Linked DNA regions of Anas platyrhynchos: region 2 is linked to region 1. The links are chromatin contacts, called in public Hi-C maps. All regions are on one chromosome and are shown on one strand. The core of a region is the stretch at or near the end of the contact, and the rest is flanking DNA. Distances in the headings are between cores, read along the strand shown.

Region 1 (7,209 bases), core at 2,328-4,827:
AAACTAGATGGAAGCAAAAAGCATTACTGTTTGAACAACACTTCTGAGGAGCTTTGTCAAAGTTCTTACCCAGCAAATATATGTATACCTATAAAAATCATTTCAATTCACTTTTTCCTTCTAATTTTGTAACAATGGGTTTCCCTACTCTAAGTGAAGGTGTATTAGTTTAATTATTAACAGCTTATAAAGAGGTGAACTACCCAGAGATTTTTCTTAACATTTACCCAGTGTATCTTTTAAAAATCTGAAATACATATATATATATATATATATACATACATACATATATATATAAATTAAGTGGTTTTATATCTAAAAGTCTTTATGAAAAAAAAATGCATAAATATAGCATCAAATAATAGATGTCAATTTGCTGTACAGGGTGTCTTAAGTATCTGCACCAGCAATTCCTTCCTGTTACAACACAACCTGCATTAGGAAGGAGCAAGGAGAGCTTGGGAAAGGGGGACTGGGGGGGGAGTACCTTAACTACACCAGCAAAATAAAGCAGTAAAACTTCAGCTGCAGACAAACCTTCTTGCTCCAACACTCCAATACGGAGCATAGTCAAGAGTGATTGCAGAAGGCGTGCAGAAAAGAAACTTTCTGAAGGTGGAGAGCAAGAACAGCAGCAGTAACAACAACAAAATCAGAAACAAATATAACACCCCACTGCAACGGCAGCTGTGCCAATCCTATTTTACACTAATCTTGTTTGTTTTCTTCCAGTATTCCTGCCAAAGGAAATTCCTTTGTATTTTGTTAAGACATCTGAATTTGAATGAGAAGAGGGAAGCTAGACTGCAGTCTAGCTTTTCTGATAGTCATACTTGAAGGGGTGAGAAAGGGGCCGGGGAGTGTCTAATCTGAAAATAAAGCAATTCACAGGCACACGTTCTTAGTGCAATGATAATAGGTTCAAGATAGCAAAAAATAATAATAAAAAGCAAATCATATCTGCAAGCACACACCCTTTATCTGGGATTTCTTTTTCCAAGAGAGGCAAGTGACTAAAGTACTCTTCTAAGGACCTCAGCCCCTCAAATAAAATCTGATTTCAACTTACCTGCTAGGTTGGTCTCAGTGCTAGGATCCTGGTAGATCTTCAGCCAGTCAGTACCAGAGTACTCCTACTCCAGGCTCTGGTTCCTGTTTCAGATAGGCAACAGGTGGGATGATTCTCAAACTATCTGCAGAGAAGGTAAATATATAATTTTAAATACAGATAGACCTAGGCCAAAAAAAAAGATTTTTTTTTTTTAATTATATTTCTAACTCAAGTCTTTCCTTCAAGCCAGTGGATACAGACAAGGTCATGAAAATTCAGGGTGGGGTGGTGGGAGGAGAAGACACAAACATTCACCCATCTACTTCTGAACAACTTCTACCTTGCAAGCCTGGTCTAAATTCCTGTTTTGCCTGATTTGGACTATGTACCTTTACTTCAGCTTACTGGCCTTGCCAACACAACCCTTCTAACCACAGGGCTATACAAACTCTTCTTCCTCCCATTATACCTTCCCCTATGCTATTAATAAAAGGTGGCCAATGCCAAGAGAAAGGAATGAAAGAAACCCACTTCACAGTAGGTAATAGCCTGACAGGGCCAAATTTTTGGAGGAAGCAAGCCAAGGCTCTAATCTGCAGTTACCATCTAGCAGAACTATGTCATCCAAAAGACTTCTACATGTGCAGCGAGCAATATACATGTTTTATACCTGTTAATTTCATCATCTTCTCCTCACCTTACGTGTGTTTTCAGTGGCCTACTGTACTGGAAAGAGTAATGACTCTAGTCAGAGTTTCTTAGGAAACAGAGATTTCAAGGCCAGATATAATAAGTCTAGCAAAGCGATGCCAAAGATGTGACAGACTAGAGTGCAACTTTGGCAGTAGAAGCCACAGAAATTCTTATTTACAGGTGCTGCTATGTCACGGGTTTGCATCACTGCAGACCAAACTAATTATGGATATGCACCACCAGAGTCACTACTTACTAGTAGTCTCAGTGATTTAATTTTATCACTATACTGGTTGTACGGAGACAGGAAAATAATAGGAAGGAAAAAAAAATTAAAAAAAAAAAAAAAAAGAAAAAGAAAAAGAATACTACTGAGTTTATCAGCCCAGGACAGGAATTTGACTGCAGAGGTTCAGCTCCTGTTATTTCTCTTTCCACACATCCTCCCAGAAAGGGCTCAGCCATCATACTACCGCCAAAAATTGGAGAAAAGGAGGTACTATCTCATCACCACTAAGCTCATATGCCCATATGAAACCTTACAACACACAGTCTGGAGTGTTAGCTGTATCTCCATGGGCTCCTAATCACCAGATGACATTTTGTCTTTGATTAGCCTCTCAAGTAAATTGCTCAGAGGTAGAAGGTTAGATCTGGGGTGATAATCAAAGGGTAGGAGCAACTCATCAGGGAAGGCTCCTCTGGTGTTTGATGGGCACCTGAACGAGGGAAGAAAAAAAAAAAAATCATTGTATATAAGCACATTTTGGCCCAGAAATGATGTTTTTGGCTGCTATCATCATTCCTTGTGTCCTGCTTTAATTGTAGCTCTCAATGGTTACACTTACTGAATCCAGAGAAAGAGAAGCTATGATTGATATGAACAGGGATAGCCTCTGCTGTCTGAGAAAGCTTTCTGAGCTTCCATATTCCTTTCAGGGCAGTGAGATGACAGCAGTCTTCTCAGACCTGTGACACTCTGCAGGTGCTGAGCACTGATGAGATGGTTTACCACCCGTAGTTTCCCATTCTTTGCTAGAGAAAGGATATGGCAGCAGATAGGAAACTTTTCTCCATCTGCAATACTGCTACAGCATTGCCTGATATAAATTCCTCCAAGGGTATTTGTATCAGCCTTTGCCCTCAGGCATCAGTGCTGAGGTTTCCATTCTCACTCAGGATCCCTACTTGGGTAGAGGAACCTTTGATAATACCACAACTAATCAAAAAAAGCTGCAAAGGCAGGTTTTGCACAGAGGCATATCCAGCCCTTTTGAATAAGAAAGTTGGGGCTAGTTTCATAAAAAGCCTTTGATGGAGGAGAAAAAAAAGGAGGATTTGAAAGCAGGATATCCAGAGATATTAAGTTCTCTTCACCATCACAGTGTACAACACAGTTACCATGACACAAAGAAAACACATGAATTAATTTTTTATTATTTTTTTTAGAGTTCAGCTTTACCTCTTTGTGTACAGAAAATTAGTTCTTTTGCTTCATTTTCCTTCATTTAAATAAATTGCAGGAGGAAGGAGAATGAAAACAGGCACTATTTCCTGTGTGCATCTCATTTTAATAGTGCTCCTTCAGTGGGTTTTGTTTAGGGTAGACTATTATACAGCACATTATTTCTAAACAATTGAATGAATCCTTCCCCAAATGTTCCTTCTTTAATGAAATGTGACACATCTGAAAACAGAGTGGGAAGTTTTTGTTGTTTGTACTTATAATCTTAAAACAACTATTGCTCATCCAAACAGTGCCAGATAGCAGAGCAGACAGAGCCAGCAACCCTTCAGACACTGAACTTTGAACTTCGGCCAGCCCTTGCCCTGGCCAGCCCTGTGACAGGAAAGCAGGCAGACTTTGAACCCAGGGTTCGGAGGCTGTGGCAGGGCTGCGAGCAGAGCAACAGCTGCTCTTTGCCACACGAACTTTGTACTCGGACACATGCACATTTAATCTCTATAACAGAGCCTTTGTTTCATTACTTATTAACATCTCCTCCTTAAGTAAAGTTCTTTGTTAGTGAGGCTTTAAAGCATGGCATGGGGTGCCTCCCACCCTTCCTGCCAAAAGCCCACCACCCAACTTGATAGGATTACATTAAATATTAAGAAGTGCAGACAACAGAGGTTAGACTTTGTGCACCTTCTGAACACCACGGATATTTGTTGTTCATGCTCTTCTGAGTGACTCAGTTGTAATAACCAGAGTTAATTAGGGAAAGTAGGCAATATTCTGGGGCTTGCCTTCACAGAGATCGCATCTTCAGATGATACCCCCAGTAATTCTGCCTGCAGCAACATCCTGATTTTAGAAATCAGATAAAAAATGAAATTATGTCAAGAAAGCGTCCGCCCACTCACACTTACTAGTGTTACTTTACTAAATTATTATGAGATCTCAGATGCCTGTTGAAGCTGTTTTATATTTGTACAGATTTTTGCTATTGCTTTTACTTTGGAGAGGTGCTGTGCTTAGCTTTTGTGTATTTCACCGTAATGTATGCTAACATGCACAGCACAGCACATCCACAGAAAAGACATTCAAGGCCCAGCCAGATTCACCTGTATGCCATCTGTTTGTTAGCCTTCACTGAAATAAAACTTTGAACAGGAACAGAAACGGAAATGAGGACCAAGGGGCCAAAGAAGATGCTTAAACCATTTTTGTGCCACAAGTAAAAGCTGAAGACATACATATGAATTTCTTGAAACAACACCTAGGAACAGAAATGTACTAGAAGATACTGTCAATACAACACTGCATCTTTTTTTGTCCTAACAACACAGCAAAAAAAGATTAAGAAAGTAAAGGTTTCCTGAGCAATTCTTCAAATACAACTAGAATAAAACAAACACTAAAGTATATCACCTTTGGCTACAGCAACCACAAATATTTGTCACAGCCTGTTTGAAAGAAATTGTCTATAGACAGAGAGATCACAGTTACACTACTCCTATTTTTCATCACAACCATCTCTTCAACATGATTTTTTTCCATGCTTCTGTGGTCAGTTTTTCTTCCCCCGTTTTTCTCTTCCATATGAGAGGAGAGAACTCCCCACCTCACCCAGCTATTCTTTCTTCTTGTTAACAGAATTATTAAGGAAAAAAATAAAAAAAGAAGAAACTTTCAACTACTGTTTAAGACAGAAGAGAAGAGAATAAATTGGGTCAAGAGGTTTTGAGCCATTCTATTTCATGAATCTGACCTGCCAGGTCTCACAAGTGGTGCTATTGGGCTGTTCCTGAGCTTTCCTGAGAAAAGCCCAATACTGCATATTTAGGTTTCTTTGTTTACTCACAAACTTCAGTTCACCACTTTGAAAGCACCTCACTCATCTAATCCTAGAGTTTGATTTGCATACTCTGCAGAGAGCAGACTGACAGAATTTCTTTTCTTGTGTTGATACTGTCCTCAGTAACAGTACTGTCAGCCCTTCTATGGCTGCAAAGCAGCTGGCATAACTACAAGAATGTTATGCCTTATTATTTTGCTGTTTCAGACCAGTAAGCCGTGATCTTTTCTCTTTAAGGTGCCCCCATTCACCTCACCTCTGGAACATTGCCCTCCCGTCACATGGGTCTACCATGATGATCATGAGATTTATCTGTTGCTAAGAATATTCCAAATGATATGAATATCATTTGGAATAGATCCTACTTCATTTCTGGATACAGGTTCTGAATGGTGATAAACAATTAAGCTCTTGGGTTGATTCTGGATAACATCTTTCTGCTCTTTGCATCCCTTCATCAAGGGCATTGGGCGCTTGTTTATGAGGGCAGGCACAAAGATCTGTGCCATTTGCTTGGCTGGGGACAGTCAAAGACATGAATTTGAATGAAGTCAAGCAAATCATAACAACCCTGTGAAAAAAGCAGGCAGGCCTCTGGTAAACCACAATATTTATTTATTTTAATTAAAGGTAAAGAAGTAAACAAACTTGGAAAGAGTGCAGAGAAGAGCAACAAGAATGATTTAGCTCTGGAAAAAGAGAAGACTCTTTCCAATGAGGCATTGAACTAAATGTATTTTGCTTCAAAGAGAAGATTATAATCTTTAAGAGACTAGACGAGAAGATATTTTGGAAGACTGCAAATTAGTGGGCAGACATGCAACACAATCCAATATTTGCAAGTTCAATCTAGAGATAAAAAGCAGTGTTTTAAGTATAATTAGCAACTAAGATGAATTGTCAAAAGATGCAGTAAATTCTCCATGAGTAAGAAAATACTTTATTCGCTGTATGCTTAGCTTACACTAGATCCCAGAAGTTTCAGTCAACACAAGCCCAATAATCTTTATTTAACTTGAAGCACAAGCAACCTCTCTCTCCAAAAATTGTGCCTGTTGCTAATTCCAAAGTAGATGATCTTTTTCCTGAGTAATTTGAGATGGGAGAATCATGACAAGTGGATAATCAGTGCATACAACACCAGGTCACGTAGACATAATTTATATTATACTAGCAGTCCTCAGCCCAGTGCTTCCATAAAAAGGAAAAAAAAAAATCCTAACATCTTAATTAAGATTAAAATAAATAAATAGAAGAAGAAAACAAAAAAAAGAGTGTCACATATATGAATTTTAAAAATATACGAAGTTGTGTAGAGTGTTGTAAGACATTTATCAGAGCCAGAATCCACCACAGATAGGAAAGGTTTCAGTCTAGCATCCTCAAGCCCTCTACCAAATCACTCTCAGAACATTTCATTATTGTTCGACACTCTAAAATAAAAATATAGCTAGCAGAAAATTATTTTTCTTTCTGGTCCTCTAGGAGTTTATATGGATGGCTCCTATTAACACTAATCAGAGTTAAGGGCAGAAATCCCCTGTAGACAACTATGTTGTCTGGGGATACATCCATAATTAATATGTTCTGAGATTCTAATTTTGAAATAAAGTAATCAGGCTTAAGATGAGTTATATTAAGACCAATAAATCTCTGACTGAATATTTGCCTATATATACATACTGTATCCAATATCAGACCAATATATAGTTTACAAAACAACTTCAGATAAAATAAGTTATATCTTAGCTGTATTTGGAAGCACAAAATATGAATATAGAAGATGAAAAATAAAAACATGGTGGGGTTTATTTTATTCTTTTTGTTTCTAACTCTTCTTTGCAGCACATCATTATTGTAAGTATTGATGTTCATCATTGTTCTTTTTCACATCATAGTGCTCAGACTCAGCAAAGCTAACAGAATCCTAACACTTCTGATTTTACAAACTAAAATTACCATGCAGCACCATGGGAATATTTGTAATATGAAAGATTTGGAGCGGGGACCTTCTGACAAGTACAAGGAGGAGAGAAGAGGATGCTAGATGGCTTGAACATGAGTGGCTTCACGAATAAGTGACACTGTAATGGGATAAGGAATGCAAAGTAAAATGATGCCAACTGAATTTGGTTTCAGTATTATTTAAGATTTCTGTCACTG
Region 2 (7,209 bases), core at 2,310-4,809, 62 kb after region 1:
AGACCTTCCCTTACCTTCTGGGGCTGCCTAACGCCAGCCTGGAGAGTTACATCTACTTCTGCAGCTTTAATAATGCCTGGAAAACTGCTTCTAGATCGCGGTCGCCACCCCTGCCTAGCTGCAGGGAGGTGCGCTGACACAGGCCCGCGGCTCAAGCTGCTGCACTCTCATCCCCTCCCTCTTTGTTCGCACATCCCCATCTGTTCCTTTCCAGTCTCTCAAGTGGGAAATAAACAGAGCTAGAGTCAAACTGTCAAACTCATAATATTCGAGTGGGTTGAAAGTCACACCAACAGAATTCATGCAATCCATATTTCATTCAGTGCAATAAATATGCAGTCTTACACAAAGCTTAGAAATCAATTATATTTTTCAGGAAGACTTGGGGAAACAGTAGGGGCACTTCAGCATGATGATTTCTTGCCTTCTTTCTCAATGAAGTAACTTTTTATTATTATGACTGCAAGGTCTCACTTCCTGAAAACAACATCGTAAGTGCCCAAGCCATCTGCTCCTGCCCTTAAGTCAAAGTCATGGTCCTCAGTTTACAACTACTTGGAAGTTTATGACGTTACAAGTACGGGATTGTCACTTTTGTTGACAGCTAGCCAATAGGATCAAGTGAATTAAGCAACAAGCTATGTCCTTGAAATCCTTGGCTGTAAAGACAAAGACCAAGTGGTAGCCTTTCTAATTGAAGGGAACTAGTGTAGCCTTCACAGGTGGTTAATGTATGAGAAATTTGTCGTATGCTCTGTAAAAATATCTGGGAATGGTTTTGTGGCTTTTTAAACATACTTTCAGTGTTCTTTAAAACACTTTTATCTTTATATGTTGATTGTTCTGCACATGCAATTATGTACACATGTGATAGTTTCTGACCTACACTGAGGGACCAATGATAAATCAACTTCCAGAGGCAGATATACATCTGATGCATGTCGACTTTACATTAATACAAGGGAGCTATGCCAAATTTCTACCAGCTAAGAATAAAGAACACATAATTTACTTCACAAGCCACAGCATTTTTCCTTGGCTGCAAATTTTTACTGTATGTGGAAGAGTTGAAACTGGTGGGAAAACACGTATTGATTCCATTGTGCAGGGTGTAGCCATGGTGTATATCAGTGGAAAACAGCGTGAAAGCTATCAAATAAGAAACAAGCTGTTTCTGGCCCTTCAGAACTGTATGGCATTGAGCATTTGTAGAAATGAATTCCTCAGCTACAAGAAATCAGCAAAGTCATGTTGATTTTCACTGGTTAAAGGTCTTGATCTTTGAGTCCCAACGGTTCTACCCCATCCAAGCAAAATCATGTCCCTGCAGCTGGCTCTACTGACTTATTAAAAGTATAGAAATTTTCCCTGCATTTTAATGAACCAGCAGACAATTTAGAAAAACATATGCAGCAACTCAAGGGTGTTATAGAGATGCTAGGAATCTGCCTGAACACCTACAAAACAGGGGAGCACCATACAATAGGAGTGCAAACCCAGCATCAGCTAGGTATGAAGGCCAGCTTCAGGAACAGACCTTGAAGTTACAGGCTGGCAAGTAAAAGATTTTCTGAGGGATTTTCAACAAGGATACTAGATCATTCATTATTTGAAACTGCTTTTAAGCTCTTCCTGTGCCACAGTCAACAGGTTTTTCCCTTGAAAAGCTAAATGTATTAGGAATCATTATCTTAACCTTATAGGTCAAGAGCAAAAAATTTTAAGGAAGAGAGAAGTTTTATTTATCTTTCTACAATGTATTAACTCACACTGTTACTACTATTTTTAAGGGACATAATATTTCATTTCATATAGGAAAAAAATATTTTCCGAATAGTTTTAATTCGCAAATAACTTCATAGAAAAAGGAAATAACAACCATTAACTATGATCCCTACTTTAAAAGATAGAAAGTATGCTTTGTTTTAGGACTGAACTTCAATCATTTTTTGTTTGTTTGTTTGTTTGTTTGTTTTTTGGGGGGTAACTTAGAAATAACAACTTATTTTGATTAGAAAAAAATAGTAATTCAAACAAAAAATTAATGAGACAAATGCCTATGGCTATTTCTAGCACAAACAGGTTTGCTTTTATGCAAAAGGAAGGAAGGAAGGAAGGAAGGAAGGAAGGAAGGAAGGAAGGAAGGAAGGAAGGAAGGAAGGAAGGAAGGAAGGAAGGAAGGAAGGAAGGAAGGAAGGAAAAAGAGGAAAAAAAAAAGGAAGAAAAACAAAAGAGGTCACGTTGTAAGAGTGTAAGAGAGACTTTTTTTCTCTCCAGTCCTGATAAAGTTAGGCACTGTGCTGGGCTAATCTGTTAATTACAGCTATTTTCTTTCTGTTCTGTAGTGAGAGTAGTGGGTCTGTTCGTGGCAGCATATTTTTTAAACAGAAGGGGTAATATTTTGAGAAGTGAAATGGAAACTAGTCCTCTTTGCAAAAATGTCATAAGTTCTTAGGTCCTTTAAATCCAATTCCAATTTGTTTTTGAAATTAAGGCTGTGAGTTCTAAAGCGACTGGGAGACTTTTAAATATTTGACCTAAGAAGTCCTTCTCCTTTTGCATGTTTCTCTCTTTCCTGCAAAGCAGAATTCACATGGGCCTCCTGTGGCAAACATGAGCTTCAAACCTTTCGAAAACCAGTTACACTTGAATGATGTATTTAGCAACCAGTAGGCAATTCTGCAAAACCCCTAATGTCTCACCCAATGTCATTGTCTCTATGATCTGCATGCATGGCAGATGTGTTGAATGCATCAACATTTACAATGTTAGTCTCCTGTGGCCATGGGAGGTGGAAAGTGGGATGGGCTGTCCTCAGAGCCAGGGCTGACTTTGTTCTGTCTGCACAATATTTAGCACAGTGGGGGTCCTGGGCTCCAAAATGCTGCAGAAGGTACAGCATTAAATTAACATTAGTGTTTCATGTATATGCTATGAAGAAGACACTATTGCAAGCATAGGAAGAAACAGACTAGAAAGGAGGCAAAGTAGTGGAAGATTTTTTTTTCTCCATCACCAACCACACAGAGAATATCTGTGTGTGTTTCCCTTGGTTATTTATTTTTCATTATGATATCTGACATATCAGAAAGCAGAAAAGGCATTTCCAAGCCTAAGACAAAAACTAAAATGATGCTTGAAAATGATTCTTTGTGAAGGCTTATTTTGATTTCGTTACACATGAGACTAGTCAAGCAGACAGGCTTATTTTGACTTTGTAACAAAATTTAGTGACTGGGGACAAACAATTGTCTGCTATTATCATTCCTGCCGCCAAAACACATTAGGTTCAGGAACATCAAGTAAATCACGTGCCAGAAGAGAATACATAGCTAACTACAGTGTTGCTGGAGAAACGACCATATAATCAGCATAGTACCACGTACATCTGAAAAAATACTTGGCCTATTAAAAAGCACAGTATCTCAAACAGTAGTCTTTCAGCAGTATGTTGCAGGCACTCTTTTTCCATGGCTGCACATTTCTCTCTGCAGTGAAGGACTGCTCTCTGTCATGAACCTTGTATCCAGCTTAGCTTTTTAACATCTGTACTTCATCAAATAGTAAATGCATTCTCTAATATGCTGGTGGTTGGTTGCCAGCCTAAGAGAAGCAGGAGGTTGTCTGAGAATAGTACTTAGAGAAAGGTGCCCTTTTAATGTGAACTAAACTGATTTCTATCTTCTAAGATCTCAGTTGTGGGAGTCAGCTAGCTGGGAAAAGTCAGTCTGGTCTCAGCCAAATAACCTGCCTCAGAAATGTGGGCCCAGATCCCTGGGATATGTCTAAATTCTGACATGGATTGGAGTAAAAGGCTGTTGTTCAACTTCTGTGCCTTCTTCTGTTCTCCAGAGTAGTCAAGTAGTTTGACTAATGAGGACTGAAAAAATGCAGACAGCTCTGAACTGTATTTAATCCTTACAGGGATTTTTTTTTCAGACATTCAGTTACAGCAGTTTTCCGTAATCTCTGCATCAGAGAAATGCAAAGCAACAGTGTCATAATTTGGATCCTGGAGTATGTCATGGATTTAAAAACATGGAGAGCAGGAGCGCATGTGTGTTCATGGTGTATGTGACTTCTGAGATGCTAGCAGACTTGCTGAGCTGGAATCTACTGGAGTGGGGTATTATGGAGACCACTGAACTTAAAAATCCATATAGTGAATATATAAAAGTAATCACTTAATAGGAGCTCTGTTTGTACAGTGGTTAAAGAAGATAAAAGAGAAAGGTAATCTATCATTAACTAAGTGGTTCTGGAGATAGACCTAAGAGGTGGGTTATGTAAGCTCCAGCAACCTTGGAGAGGAACCAAAAAGGGTTGCCTAAAGGGCGATTCAGACTCCTTAATGAAAGGGGCCAATGTGTGGATTCACCAGCTCCTACAGTGATGTGCTGACACCCTGATTTGCCAAAAAGAGCAACACCAATACCTGCTGGAGCAAGTGATGAGCTGATGCCAGAGGTTATGATGGTGATGGTGGTGGACTGAGGGGTGATATCCGTGAGGTAACTGGAGACACCCATCAAGGTGGCACCTCGCAGGATGGTGTCTAATAATAAATCCCATGCAAGATAACCACCTGCTTGTATCCAAGCAGCAGTATGGAGGTCAAATGGACACACGGAAAGGTACCCAGGAACTGGGATAAATAGAGAGATGGAAAATGATAATGTTATCTAAGCTATCTAATGTTATCTGAAGCTAGGAACTTAAGGATTAATAAAAATGAAGAAAACAAAGATCATGTCCTAGGTCAGGAAATGTAAAAACAAAACAAAACAAAACAAAACCCACCAATTTACCCTAATAAAATAATAACCTACATAACAATATCATGGCAGGACTGCATTTACTCCTTCACACAGTCTTCAGCTTTGGTCATATGTATACAACACAGATGTAGATGTGTATATAGATAGATATAGATACAGATATGTATAGATACAGATATAAATGTTAATATTTATATTTGTATTTAAGTTTAAATTGTGCGTGGATCGAACAGATATTAAAATAAAAAGGGCTTTCAGAGATTCGGCAGTAATCGTGCAGCTACAAAGAGCATACAAGACACCAGGTTTTATGAACTGCCTCTAGGAATACCCCTACACTGTGAGACTGACACTCCATACTTGGAGCAAGTGGTGATGAACTCAGGGCTAAGAAATGTTTTTTTTACAAATACTGTAAAAATTATAAAGCATGTTGAATTACTCCATAGATCACAATAGATACCCCATATTTGACAGCGACAAGGGCTGTGGAACAGCTGTTAGATGATGCTGACTATATAATGATGACCACCTTAAGTGTATGCTTATTTAAGGGATGATTTCAGGAAACAGCTTGCTCTTAGGAGCAGTCTATAAGTGAAAATGCACTTTGCAAAATTTTTAAATCTTGCTGGCTTGCCTTTTGCCATTTTACAGCAAAGGAAATGTTAATGTGTAATAGAATTAGCATTTAGGAGAAGCCTAGAATACTGTCCTTTATAATATAGCCCAATACTTATTATTCAAGACAGGTCTTCTCATAGTGCAATTTAAGCCCCCCAAAATTACCCATCATTACACAGACAGTCCATTTAACATTCTGAGGCTAATCATACAACAACCTACCCTTTCAGGGGAGATACAAAACCTTGCTTGGGCTTTAAGTTCTGATTACAAGATGAGGTTCCAGTTGAGAATTTCAGCTATAAACCAAATGACCTTCAATGACCATAGACTGGAAAACCTGGTGACTAATCTAAATAGATTTCCAGGCAGAGGAAAAAAACACCACCCAGCTCTTGTTTCTAGTTCTCTGCATTATTAGGGGAATGACAAAGACAAGCAGAATGTGAAAAAAATCATGACTCCAGTGACCTTCATGGCTTGTCCCGGAAAGGTCAAGAGTAATCAGCAAAACTTTAACTAGAGCTCAAATTCAGCTTTGTTATCCTTAGAGGCTGGTAAAATTAAATATTCTCTTCTTGTTCTCTGTAAACAGCTACAGTAATTGGTGATGTTTTCCAGCATTGGCTATGAAGATGTATTGACATGAGCTAAAATTCATAGACAGACAGTATTTTACATAGTATGCAGCAGACTACAACCAGATCCTGATTTCAGTTTGTACCACTGGAAAGTCATAATCACATTCCATAAAATGAGATCATACCAGGATATGAGCACATACCAGAATATCCAGTATGGGACTTTACAGCTTGTTATGCTTGCTGTCTAAGGCAAAACACCTATTATTTGGAAAAAAAATAAAAATAAAAAAATAAAAAAAATCCTGAGACAGTCAAAGTCTATAGAAATAAGTCATGTGAAAAAAAAATACAGTGAGTAATCAAGAATAGATCTTGTAGGGGCTTTCTGACCTTTGGAGTGCTTTGTCCCTTTTGCCCTTTTGCATGTCACAAGCAAGTTTATTTATTTAACATAAGAAGGCATATCCTTTCCAATAGGACTTCAAGAAAACTTGCCCTGGGAGTTTGGTGTTGTCCACACTGATATTTAGCTAGTTTTTCAATCATGTGGAATGATTGACGTAAATTATGACCTCAGGAAACAAGGTCAACAGACTAATTTTGAGTGCGGCAAACATGCTTTCTCTTCTGCATACTTTTATTTTGTTTAGTCTTTTGTATGCTTACCTTCGCCCTTGGCAATTCCGAATCAAAGGGCTCTTCATAGCATCCTCTGTCCTGTACGTTGTGGTCTCTTCAGTCTGTCTTCATGACTCCAGTCATTAGTGGGGTTCCACAGGGCTCCACTTTTAGGGCCAGTTCTCTTTAATGTTTTCATAAATGACTTGGATGCAGGACTTAAAGCTAGCTTTTGGGTGACACTAAATTGGGAGAAGCTGTTGACTCCCTTAATGATAGGGAGGCCTTGCAGAGAGATCAAAGTTGGCAATCACCAAGCACATGAAGTTCAACAAGAGCAAGTGCTGCATTCTGCACCTGGGAAGGTGCAACCCTGGCTGTATGTACAGACTGAGGGATGAGAGTCTGGAGAGCAGCCCCATGGGAAGGGATCTGAGGGTTCTGATCACCAGCAGGTTGAATACAAGTCAGCAGCATGCCCTGGCAGCCAAAAGGGCCAAACATACCCTGGGGTGCACCAGGCACGGCATTGCTTCCTGGTCAAGGGAAGCAATTGTCCTGCTCTTGCTTTGTGCTGCTTTGGCCTCACCTCGACTGCTGGGTGC

What was found. Hi-C and Micro-C count contacts between places; a contact is called where the count stands out from the background.
Region 2: a contact with region 1 is called in a Hi-C map of liver, with 1.5 times the contacts expected there. The contact joins two enhancer-like sites. A contact is called at or near these places in 2 of 8 Hi-C or Micro-C datasets (liver and skeletal muscle).

The regions. Positions count from the first base shown.
Region 1 is chr1:103,548,099-103,555,307 of IASCAAS_PekinDuck_T2T, forward strand. It overlaps a transcript of NRIP1 not described here. Among named protein-coding and RNA genes, the nearest start is that of NRIP1, 26 kb to the left of the region's middle. Within about 2 kb of position 3,578, at least 2 of the 8 cell types and tissues checked have an H3K27ac peak or open chromatin away from gene starts, as enhancers often do.
Region 2 is chr1:103,609,937-103,617,145 of IASCAAS_PekinDuck_T2T, forward strand. No RefSeq gene overlaps it. Among named protein-coding and RNA genes, the nearest start is that of NRIP1, 88 kb to the left of the region's middle. Within about 2 kb of position 3,560, at least 2 of the 8 cell types and tissues checked have an H3K27ac peak or open chromatin away from gene starts, as enhancers often do.